2 separate regions of the Sus scrofa genome follow, and region 1 is linked to region 2. Evidence: chromatin contacts called from public promoter capture Hi-C data. All regions are on one chromosome and are shown on one strand. The core of a region is the stretch at or near the end of the contact, and the rest is flanking DNA. Distances in the headings are between cores, read along the strand shown.

The links. Promoter capture Hi-C pulls out the DNA fragments that hold promoters and counts their contacts.
Region 1: a promoter capture Hi-C map of fetal skeletal muscle shows a contact between it and region 2, with 3 times the contacts expected there. The contact joins the promoter of LOC100523624 here to the enhancer-like site in region 2. A contact is called at or near these places in 2 of 5 promoter capture datasets (fetal skeletal muscle and liver), 3 of 47 Hi-C or Micro-C datasets (embryonic fibroblasts, heart right ventricle and skeletal muscle) and 2 of 2 datasets of contacts at active chromatin or transcription factors (alveolar macrophages and skeletal muscle).

What each region holds. Positions count from the first base shown.
Region 1 is chr8:82,863,256-82,866,365 of Sscrofa11.1, reverse strand. LOC100523624 reads left to right here and starts at 1,537. Exons shown (of 13, transcript XR_002346751.1): 1 at 1,537-1,559. LOC102165892 (a long non-coding RNA gene) reads right to left here and starts at 1,399. Exons shown (of 8, transcript XR_002346753.1): 1 at 805-1,399.
Region 2 is chr8:82,800,251-82,803,327 of Sscrofa11.1, reverse strand. It overlaps LOC100523624, which reads left to right. Exons shown (of 13, transcript XR_002346751.1): 12 at 875-1,041. Among named protein-coding and RNA genes, the nearest start is that of SMAD1, 190 kb to the left of the region's middle. Within about 2 kb of position 1,512, at least 71 of the 83 cell types and tissues checked have an H3K27ac peak or open chromatin away from gene starts, as enhancers often do. A contact at or near this core is called in alveolar macrophages, embryonic fibroblasts, fetal skeletal muscle and 2 more, where this site is marked.

The sequences.
Region 1 (3,110 bases), core at 288-2,787, 63 kb before region 2:
GAGCTGTGGTGTAGGTCACAGACTAGGCTCAAATCCCACATTGCTATGGTAATGGCATAGGCCAGCAGCTGCAGCTCAGATTCCACCCCTAGCCTGGGAACTTCCATATGCTGCAGGTGCAGCCTTAAAGGTTAAAAAGGGAAAACAAAAATTGTTTTTAAATTACAAACTTCATTTCCATAAGTAATAAAAATTGAACTTTCCTAAAATTTGACACCAAAAAACCCCACAGAAACATTGTACAGATGAGTAGCCCCAGGTTAAAAAAAGGAAGTAACATCTCCCAAATTCTATCTTTATTGCATTTACTGTGTTCAGGAGCTGTTATTCGAAACCAGGTCTGACTGCTCCATGCATTCATTCCACTAGACCCTCTTTTTATTTTCTACAAGTGATTTTTCTTGGGTCTACAACTACTCTGAGATAAAAGTAGTGGTCTTTTAGTCCAAACAATAAAGATGTTAAGGAAGACTAATTCACTTTTTATTGCTCTATATTCAATAAGTGTCAACTCGTATCAAATAAGGTCTAACCCCTCCCAAATGTATGCAATTACGCAAATCACATATGAAGACTGAGGTCTTGGCTCCAGATAGTAATTATAATATTAGCATAATATTATACTAGCATATATTTTTATTCTCCGTAATTTGATCCTTGCTATTGCCTAGTGATGCTGTCTTTATTACATTACAGCAAAGATTTGGGAGACATCGGTTTTTCCTAAAAGTCCTAGAACTCAATTAAATTCAGGTGATAATAATTATTACAGGATCTAACAGGGTTTCCAAAAAAATGAGTTACCATTCTGGTCGCAAATCTTAAGCATGTTGGTTTTCACCTTCTTCCCCCTTTGCGACTTTGCGATGGCTGTGAGCATGGGTCCTGGCTCCGGGTACAGGTTAGGAAATATTAATCAATACGAATGGGTAACTTTCAAGAGAAAAAACTGCTAGTCTTTCAACCGTGAAAGACTACGCCAAGCTTTAAAAACTTGAGTTACATTTAAGCTGAACGTTGAGCATTTACTCCAACAGGTTGGTAACTGCTTTGCGAAGTCTGAGTCCCCTTATTTCTCCAGCTTGTCAAACATACCATGCCTCGCCCTCCACCTCAGACCTAAGCTTACTGGAAGATGAGGGAGAGGCCGGCGTTCACGGACCGCCGCAGGCTGCAAGGGCCTGGCTGCGATCAGGCTCCACCTCCCGGGCTTCGCCAAGCATGAGAACGGACCCTACCCTCGAAAAAGCTACCCGTGAAGACCGTAAACTGTTCTGCCTCGCTCACTTTTCCGCTACGAGGCAGCCGGTCGACTTCCCCACCACCGCAGCCCCGGAAGTCTTCATGTTCAAGAGCCCGCGCCACACGCCCAAAGCCCTCGGCCACGTCCACCGGGACAGACGCCACGCCCCGTACCTCGGCGCTCCGCCCCCAGCCGCTCCCCGGGGTCCACGCGCCAGCAGTGAGCTCGGCGCCTGCGCACCGGCGAGGGCGGGGGCGGGGCGAACAGGTCCGGCGGAAGGGGCGGGGCGGGGCCGCACTTCCGCGGCCTCGAGAGGGTGAGTTACAGGGAAGTCTTAGTGCGGCGTCACGAGTCAAGGCCGGGTTCCCGCCACGGGCCGCCGGCCGGGGGGCCATCTCGGCGTCCGGGGCGCCCCCTGCAGGATTTGGGGCGGGGGAAGGAGGAGGAGACTATTGAGGTGGATGATGGGGGTTTGGGCAGGATGTGGACGAGCAGGCCGTCGGCAAACTGGGTTCAAAGGGAAGGTTGGTTTTGTTTTCTCCTTAAAAAGGAAATTCTCTAAACAGCGTTTGAGAGTATTTTATCACTTGGGGCAGGTTTGTGTGTTTTCCCTTGTGTCACATTAAGGCAGTTTTGGTAAGGTGGCTGGTACTTTGCCGCTGCCAAGCTTGGCGAATGGTGAACCAGAGGCTGGGTCGGAAAAAGGCAGCGATAGTCATGTGTAGCCACTACCAAAGAGTGAAATTAAAACTCTTTTTTTTTTTTTTTTTTAATGGAATCAAATCCGGGATATAAAAGTAGAGTTCAAACTCCAAGTCACAAACAGCATCTATGTTCTGTCAAATACTGTGCCAGGCGTGGGCTTGGTCTCTTCTAGCAAACGTACTGGATTCAAATAATTTGCCTTTCTCATTAAAACATGAAAGACAACCTCAGCCAAAATAGCATGTAAAATTTCTTATTACCTTGAGAGTTGTGTCCTAATACATATTCTTTGGAAAATAAACACTACTATAGCTTTTCCAAGTTTGTAGAAAGTCAAAGGTTTCTTGAAAACCTGTGCAGATTCCCAATTGTTTTGAAGTGTACAGTGTCCAGAATATTCTTTCATGTAGTAACGTTTTGTATTCAAGGTAATAAGAAAAAAGGTCAGGACGGTTCAGTTGTTTTAAACACTGTAGTCTGTGAGGAAGGACAAAAAAAACTTGAAAAGTTACATGTAACTAAGAAATGTAAGTTAGAGTTTGAGGTATTTTAAGACGCCTAAAAGCCTACATTTGGTGTGGAAGGTGCTGGTAAGTGGTTGAGACTTTGCCCCTCAGCTGATTGTTGTGGTGTAGGAATGTGGCGCTCTCATACACAGATCACATTTTGTCCAGCACAGCCCCCAAATCTGTGTTTTTTGTGACTTGACTTTTTTTTTTTTTTTTTTTTTTTTTTGTCTTCTTGCCTTTTCTAGGGCCACTCCTGTAGCATATGGAAGTTCCCAGGCTAGGGGTCTAATCGGAGCTGTAGCCGCCAGCCTACACCAGAGCCACAGCAACGCGGGACCCGAGCTGCGTCTGCGACCTACACCACAGCTCAAGGCAACGCCGGATCCCTAACCCACTGAGCAAGGGCAGGGATAGAACCCGCAACCCTCATGGTTCCTAGTTGGATTCGTCAACCACTGCGCCATGACGGGAACTCCCTTTTCTTGATTTTTAATGTTACTGGCAACCAATTTAGTTTTGCACTCGCACACCCTCTGTGGGCCAGGAACAACCAGATTATGACCTCTGCAGATTATCACCTGAGTACTCAAAAATAATTTGGATTAAAAAGAGGAAAACCTAGAAACCATGATAGTCAGGAAGGGATTTAAGAA
Region 2 (3,077 bases), core at 263-2,762:
TCCGGGGAACAGTTGCCTGTCTCTTTGAGGTGCTTCCCCGACTCCCTCCCCAATGTGAATTTTCTATACTCACAGTAGCCTCTTTTAAGTCAACAATTCCCGACAAATTAATGACATTACATCCTGCTCATGTTTTTATGGTGCAACAACAGGCTCAAAGTACAATACCCCCCCCCCAACACAGGCACACCCCACACAATTAATATGGGGTACTTGCTTGGGAAACTCTGGGCCTAGAATTCTGACTGGAAAATAAATCATAACTTTCAATTCATAGGACAAGGCAAAATCTTAATGTTTTTAAGAGGCACTATATTTGGGGGGGAGGGGAACAAGCATTGAGAAGTAAAATGTACAGATTCCTGCATCAGCAGTAAGTACGGATTGAATGAAAATTTCATCCATCATTGACAATATTCTCACTTTAAAAAGGATTTGCTTGGTGTCCAGCTGTCTTCTAAATATTTATATTTCTGGATCCTATCTTCCAGAAGTTCATAACTGTAACATTAACTGGAAAGCAGAGAAATCCACATCCAAGACTGTCTGGACTAAAGGGATGGTAGGGAAGACGGGGAAAGAATCTCACTGTTAAAGGCTGATTAAAGGCCAGTAGAGAAGCACTGAATCCTTTGGTTATTATTGATTCCTAGAGTGCTTGCCCTTTTTTTTTCCCCCTCTTCTGCTTATTGATCTGGCCTTCCTGACAGCGACAGAATATATGAAATAGGAAGTTAAGGGAGATGGAGGAAAAGGCAGGAACAATCCCAGTTCTTGTTTGTTATCGATGTCCTGGCAATTTAATTCCCAATTCTGTGCAAAAAGTAACCTTAGTGGATGGGCGATCGCTGACAACCAGGCCATTTTTCTCCAGTTTCAGGAACCGTGTGATTCTACAAGCAAGGCTAGCTCATCTGAAGACTCACAAGCGGATCAATACTCCGTTTATAGTCTGGGAGGGCCGTTCTCGACATTTGGCTGAGTCGGAAAACGAAGCCACAGAGCTGGAGGCCCAGAGCCTGCTTAATTACCGCCTTTGAGGTAGGAGAGGGCCTGGGAATGCCCAGACCTGAGAAGGTTGCCTTTCTTGAGCACTTCCTTGGACTTCAAACGACTTCATCTCTCTCTCTCTCTCTTTTTTTTTTTTCTTTTAAACTGGATGAGAGGACAAAGTTGTTAGAATTATTATTAAATTTTCCTTTAAAAATAACTACTTGGAACCACACCTCTCTGTAAGAACGACAGAAATGGTGTCTGTGGCTCCGACAGCTGTCGGCTCTGGCGTCCAACGAGCCCTTCCATCTGGGAGTCCCGGGCAGGGAAGGGCGCAGGGGCGTGAGAAAGGCTCTTTTGTATTCAGAGCAGTCGCCGGCAGAGCCGCAGCCTAGCACTGCCAGGTTTTCCTCGGCGCAAGGCGCCGCCGGGAAGCAAATTGGCTCGGGCCGAGGGGCTGGTGGGGGTGACCTGCGTCGCGGCGGGGGCGGGCCCCTGGGGGCGGGGCGAGTCGCGGCCTTTCTCGCCCGGCCTCTCTCAGGAGGGCCCCCGCGCCATAAGCCCCGCCCACGGCCCCGCCCCTCCCCGCCGATGTCTTCCTCTCCCTGCTCCTCCCCTCTCCTCGCCTTCTCCCTCTCCCCAGGTCTTCTCTCCCCACGATCCTCCTCCCCCTGCAGTCGTGGTCCGTCGCCTGCTCCTCTTCCGGGTCTACGACCCTCCTCCCACTGCATTCTCCCCCACCCCCGCCAAGACTGCCTCTCCCCCCAACCCCCAACAATTCCCACCAAGGGCCACCCGCCACCCGTGCCGAGGGCGCTGGAGGGAGGGCGCAGAGACCCTCTCGGGCGCGGGAAGGCCCCGCCGTGGTCCGGGACGCAAGGGGCCCCCAGCAGCTGCTGTCCCACCCAGGGAGGCAGGACCACGAGTGGTTGCGGAAGTAGCTGTCTTCCTCCGCATCCCTCGCCCTGCTCTCTGCCCCCAGTGCCATTTACTCCCATTTGGCAAACTGTCCTTCTCGATATGATTTGTATTAAATAGAAAAAGTAATTAAAAGTCGCACCACCACTCGTACCTCCCCCGCCCTCCCAAACCTCCTAGAGGTTATTTCTCTTCTTTAGCCCAGGTTAGACTAAATACATTCCCTGGAAGCCATCTGGTCTGATTCCCAGGATCCCCACGTATGGTTTCCATTAAACTCGCCAAACCATGCATTGAAAGTGCTGCCTTGGAACCACTCAGGAACCTCCAGGATTTTTGCCCTGGCCAGCCTCATGGATCTCGGGCAGAGGGAGGTAAAGGCCTCTGCTGAATATGTCAGTACCGAATGATCCTGGCCTCATGCTGTAATTATATGCTTTACTACTCCGAGAACATACAGTCCTCTGTGTTATTCATTCTTTCAGTATTTGCGTGTGTTTTTTTTTTTTCCTGTATGCAAAGCAGAGCTTGTTAGAATACTCTTAATTCTAAAACTCCATGTGAGCAGCTGTACAGAGGACTTTACAAAATAACCTGGCCACAGAATTATTTTGATCAGCAACATTTATGTGGATGGGTCTACATCTTCTCCCTTGCTGTCTCCCATTCCTACCCCCGACCCAAGACAAAAAACAAATATTCGCTGTGGAAAAAGAATCCCTTACATGTGGGTTGGGGTTTTCGGTCTAAGAAAAAAAGGGAACAGATAGGTTCATATATCATAATGTTAAAACTGGAAAGTTCCTTAGAATTCATCAACAGTAAGTCTGTCGTTTATTGAAGAGATTCAGAAAGTGTAGTTTAGGGAAGGTCACGTGGCTAATGAGTAAAGGACTAACTCAGAACGGCACCTAATTTGAGGAGAAGACTTGGCTAGATATCAAGTGCTTTATCACGCAGAGAAAAAAGACCCATCAAATTCAGTTCAATTGTAGCAATCCCCCCCACCCCCCGTCCCCCGATTTTGTACTTTACAGACTGCTTTCTGTCCTGCTCTGTCTCTGTCTTGCCTATTTGAGGAGTTACAGCCCTTTGTTCCTTTCCCTAACCTAGGCTTCACGCCTTTCTTTTTTTCTTTCCTTCCTATCCCCCACCCCACTCGAGCC